Linked DNA regions of Rattus norvegicus: region 1 is linked to region 2. Evidence: chromatin contacts called from public Hi-C data. All regions are on one chromosome and are shown on one strand. Each heading gives the region's core, a stretch centred on a gene start, on an enhancer-like site or on the middle of the called end of the contact. The rest is flanking DNA. Distances are from core to core; before and after follow the strand shown. Region 1 has its middle 230 kb from the start of Tab2. Region 2 has its middle 79 kb from the start of Tab2.

Region 1 (2,700 bases), core at 22-2,521, 150 kb after region 2:
CTCAACCCCCACCCATGCTGGCCGGCGCTTTTCCACCCAATATTCTGACCCCAAGTATTTCACTTTGATCTGCAAGTGGGAGAAGGAACATTTTTCTTATTTCTACTCAATGAACCTTTGTCTTAATCCAGACATACTGATGTTCTTGTTTTTCTTTTTCCCTTTACCTCCTCAAGACTAAGAATTGTGCTAAAGTGATGGCAAGAGGGAAAGACCACACCAGGTGAAACCTTAGGCCAGGTTATCTTCTGCAATTAGACTTAAAAAAAAAAAAAAAACAGAATCCCAAACAAGGAGTTATTGTTTCTTACAGTTCGGTTTTGTGCAGGTTGAGGGCTGAGCCTCCCTCTGGCTGTCTTGCTGTTCCATTGAGCTCTAGGCCAAGAGTTCGAATGCTAGACTCCCACCAGCTTGCTAGTGAACTCTGAAGTTATGTTCCATGACTAAAGAAAAATGAAAATTTCTGGCACATTGGCAGCTTAATTCATATAGAAGGAAGGCAAACGGTATTTAAACAGGGGGGATTCTAGAACTAATTCTACTACAACTGTGTGACAACATGACAGTATAAACCTTTTGCCTCTCTGTAGTTTCCTAAGCCACAAAACTGACTACATCTGAGTTTGATAGAACATACACGACAACATTTTCAAACATATTAGGGTGCTATGCAATCATATAATGATTATGTTAAACTAAAAATTTACCTCCAATTCTTAAGATATCCAGTGCAGTATATTTGCATTGTATTGTCAGTGTCCAGATTCTAAAACATAATTAAGAACTATATACAATTTAGCACCTTTCGATGTTACATTGAAAACGAATGTATATTAAGGCCCAGACATTGGCTGATGTCTACCATCATCAGGGGTTAACTGACTAATGCATTTATAACTCTGGAAGCCTCATAGCTTCTAATGGCTTCGGCAAGAGAACTGGTGGACAAGTTAAAGACTGGGCATGAGGGCGGTAAGATAGATCTAACGTTTACTTTTCTAGGATGTAACTCTGTAAACAATTAGTTACAGTGTGTTTGAGGCTGGCCCTTGGGATCCTAAAGTCACATGTTTGCTTTTGGGTGAGTTCCACGCCAACAGGTCTGTACCTACCCCACCCCCACCCTCACCCCCACCCTCCCCCGCCGTGAGAGGATGACCTTTGACCCTTCATCTTGGCTACAGCAATGAAATAAATCACTTCGCTGACTGTTGTGAGTCAGTGCTCTGCTGTCTGTACATGCTTGCCCGGAGTCAAGTAATGATTCCTGAAAGAGAAAAGGAATTAGATGGCCAGAAAAGGCATGTGTTAAGGTGGGGTGGTGGGGCAAAAACAAAGAAACTCTGTGCATTTTGGGGAGAGAAAATTAGAGCCGAACTGCTCCACTTTCCTCTTCTATGTCATGTTGCCTGTAGAAGATTTTAGATGTATGTTGTCCTCAGGAGCTGAGTAGAGGGGAATTGGGTCTTAGCGGCTTATGGCTACAGAGGTAAGATGGCCACTGGGAGCCCAGCCCACCATAAAGGACAGTAAAACAAAGGTGGGAGGAGGGATCTTATCACTCGAACATCCGGCAATGAGTCTTCTGCCCCTGTTGGTCTTTGGCCTATGCTGGTCGGCTCTCGCACACAGGCATTTCCTGTATGCTGCTTCTCAAGCTGGAAAGACTGAGTTAATGCCACTTAGTCTGCTTGCCCTATTTGGTTCAATAGATGATTTGAAAGAACAGTTTACCGCTCATGGAAATCCGTCTCCCAGCAGCCTCAGTTTCTGCCTTCTGTCTTTCCTCCCCTGCACAGCGCATAAGTGCACAAGGTGAGTTTGCCTTTGCAATTCCCTAGTCCGTTAAGCCAGCAGGAGGCAGAGTTCACTCAGTCTCATTTCCTGAGTGATGGCCATTGCGCAAGCTGACAGAAGGCAGTGATGAAGAGCCCTAGGGGCTGCTTAGAAATCAGAAACTGTAGAGAAGACAATAAGGTGGGAACGAGGACAATCACCTAACCTACTAATTAACTCCGAGAAAGGAAAAGCAGTTACTTCCGGTGACTTTTCTGTTCTGAAATGTCCAAGGCTCCTCATTGCCTTTGGGGTAAAATAAACATCCCACATTAGCTTGTCTCTAGTAAACAATGAAAAATAGGGAGATGGATTTAGACTCACACAAGCTTTTTGACCCGTGGGTTGTGATCCCCTTTTTGGGGGGGAGGGTATCACATATCCGATATCCTGCATATCAGATATTTAAATTGTGATTTATAACAGTAGCACAGCTGTGAAGTAGCAATGAAATCCGTTCATGGTGGGGGTCACCACCCCGTGAGGGACTGTTTCTAGGGTCCCAGCGTTAAGAAGTCTGGGAACCTGTCTGTGTTCCTGAGCACGGCTGTTTCTGCATTCCATCAGAACGTAACGCAGGCTTTGGGAATGTTTTCCTATTTTTCGGCTAGGATAAAACAGATCTGCACCAAGGGTAGAGTGGCTTTCCCGCTTTGGATCTACCCTCACATGGCCCAGCCATCCCACTGGGCGGCAGTTCGAACCCCGCAGAGGATGTTTCCTTATTGGTGCCATATTTAGCAGTTATGAACATAGCATCTTTGTGTCCCTTGAAAATGTACTTCGAGTATTATCTGGATCTCTGCTTCTAGTTCAAACACGGGTTTTTTTGATGTCCTTGTATAATCTTGATTTTTTTTTTCT
Region 2 (2,700 bases), core at 140-2,639:
CTGGTCTGTGGGTCATTGGGCGTGGTCATGTAGGATTTGTGTTAGGCTGTGGTTTTGTGCTGGTGACACGGGTGATACAGTCTGGATGGTATGAGGCTTTGTCATACAATGGAGGAGACAGATGCATGATTCTACTGTGGTATTTATGTGTGCCAATTAGACATAAAGGTAGGAGCTGGTTGCTTGGTCCTGGCCAACTCTGTAAGGGGTAAAGCCAGGTTGGCTTGCTACTCTCTGGAGGTGAGACTTGTGGGCGTTCTTGTTAGAAGGAATCCACCCAAGGAAGTGTAGAGCTGGGACGGTGAGGCGGTGAGAGGAACTTGCCTGTATGCTGAGATTTTTGTCGCCATGTTAGTAGCCCCAGCTACTGGAGAAGCCGTTTTACTGACTTGTTGCCAGGCAGTCACTGTCTCATTTACTAGTTTATTGGCTATTTTTACTTTTTTATTTGTTCTTATGAGCTCTCCCCATACGCTCAGGTTAATGTTCTTCCATAAGTACCTAGCTATTCAGGCATAGAGTATAAGGCTAGGTAGGTATACTGTGTACTACAGAATGTATGAAGCTGCCCCAAAGCTCTACTATGTGTTGGGACAGGAGGAGGCAATACCTGCTAGTTAACTGTGAACCCTTAAGCAGGGGACAGGATACAAGACATGTATTCTTGGACTTGTTTTATTCTGAAGTCGCTTACAAGGCAATCCAGTGTAGGGATTCATCCCTCTTGGGAGAGCATGGATCCTCCTCATCTCACAGGATTCATTGTGCTTCCAGGCTTCCAGCTCTGTGTGTGGACCACTGGCCCAGGGAGGTCCACCTCATGTGCCCCATCCCCACAGCATACTTCTCCCATTGTTCTTTTTATCCCTACCATGCTTCCCCCCCTTTTTCCTCCTCCTCCCTTCAACATCTCTGTCTGGTTGGGACCAACATGTGTCCCAGCTGCCATCCTCTGTCCAGGAATACAGTACAGGGAGCCCTGGTCCAGAACTGACAACCCTCTCCCCTACTCTGTGTAAGGGCCAGTTGCTCCTTGCTTCTTTGTGCCTTTTCCCAAGCTGAGAAATGTCGGTTAGAAGAAGAGGTCTAAATGTCCTTCCCTCCCCAAGATACATGAGTTTCCTACAGAGGACCAGAAACACCTTTTTAACTTCTCCCCACTTACCGACTTTCCAAACGAGAGTTTCACACATGGCTTAAAACTATAACATAGGAACTCCATCTTAGCTTACTTCAATTCTTTTTCTTCCAAGAGAAATCAGATGCATGTATTTGTTAGGTCTCAAAGAAACTCGGGACAGGTTTCATTCCGTACTGGTAGCTCCTTCCAACACTTCTAACCCCGCCCCCTCTCCTAAGCCCCTCCCTCCCAGGGGCCAGGCTTCTGTGTCCTTTCCCCCAGCCCGATCCCTGTGCAACAGCCATTTTTGCTGACCCGGTCTCTTGGTTTCTTGGCCCAGAATGCCTTTCTTCTTCTGTGGCTACTCTCTTGTTCTCTCTCCCCTTCTCTTCTCTCATGGTCCTGTTTAGTCTACTGACAGTGTTCAGCCTGGACTCTTCACTATGCCTGCTTTCCCCTTTATATCTGCACTAAAAATCTTCTACATTCTTTAGAAATATTCATGTTCTCCTTCTTTTCTTTTCTCATTCAGAATTGTATTAAGTATTCTCCTCAGTCTGTCAATATTATAGAGAAAAGGTATTTAAAATGTATTAAGCTTCCTTCAAGCATCATTCTCAAATCAAGTTGAGATTTAACTTGAAGGGAAATTAAAACAAATAACAGATCAGTGACTTACACCTTTGCAGACAGCTTGCAAAATGCAGTCAAGCATCTAATTTCATCCGCATACAACCGAAAGGGGCAGGCTCTTTCCTAACCACCTTTTCTACCCGTTTCCTAAAGTCTTTGGCATTCAAGTGGTTACTGCTCAAGTTCACAAGGCATGTGGTCATTAATCATCATCTCCCCGGCCCTCTCCATGTACAGTATAAGGGAGTCATTGTCTACAGTTTGTTCTCGTGCCTCAACATTCCTCAGATACAAACATAAAAGCCCAGAAGCACATGAATTGCCTTGCTAAAGCTTCAAGGCTAGAGTGGCCACCTAGGATACAGCCTAAGTGTCCTGACGGCAAAGAGGTTTGCCTTCTAACTCACAAAGGCTTTCCTTCCTTCTGTGATCATCAGTTGAAAGCGGGCTGCCTTGTCCAGGGAGTGAGCTCTGATTCCCTCCTACGGTTCTTTGCTCTCTTGCCAAAAAGGTAAGGGCAGCCAGTACACCCAGGAAGGACCCTGCTTTCAGTTCTCCCGAAATGCCAGGATCCACCTGATCCTGCCAACACATTTAAGGCCGTTTCCCAACCTTTCCTGTGAATGCCAGTGTATTAACAGGAAGGCAGAACAAAAGTAGACCCTCTGTTCACTACAGCCCATCTGCATCATAGCCTCATAGGGCAAAGAGCTACAGAATCATTCAGCTTGCCGAGGTCCCTGTGCTGGATGGATTGCGGCTGGTTAGAACAATTGATTAGCTTATCGTTCAGGAACTGGAGCCAACCATCGCATGGATCAGTGAGCTTGGCTCCAGTCTCCAGCTCAGGAAGCTGATACTGTTAATTTTAAAGTCTGTAGCCCTTTCCCCCACGCACTTAATCTACCGAACGTCTATTGCTAATCTGAAATTGAACTATAAGCCAG

The links. A called contact is a pair of places that touch in the nucleus more often than the background predicts.
Region 1: a Hi-C map of the A7r5 cell line shows a contact between it and region 2, with 2.3 times the contacts expected there. The contact joins two enhancer-like sites. A contact is called at or near these places in 2 of 12 Hi-C or Micro-C datasets (the A7r5 cell line and Schwann cells).

Annotation. Positions count from the first base shown.
Region 1 is chr1:4,475,465-4,478,164 of GRCr8, forward strand. No RefSeq gene overlaps it. Among named protein-coding and RNA genes, the nearest start is that of Tab2, 230 kb to the left of the region's middle. Within about 2 kb of position 1,272, at least 2 of the 93 cell types and tissues checked have an H3K27ac peak or open chromatin away from gene starts, as enhancers often do. A contact at or near this core is called in the A7r5 cell line, where this site is marked.
Region 2 is chr1:4,323,047-4,325,746 of GRCr8, forward strand. No RefSeq gene overlaps it. Among named protein-coding and RNA genes, the nearest start is that of Tab2, 79 kb to the left of the region's middle. Within about 2 kb of position 1,390, at least 4 of the 93 cell types and tissues checked have an H3K27ac peak or open chromatin away from gene starts, as enhancers often do. A contact at or near this core is called in the A7r5 cell line, where this site is marked.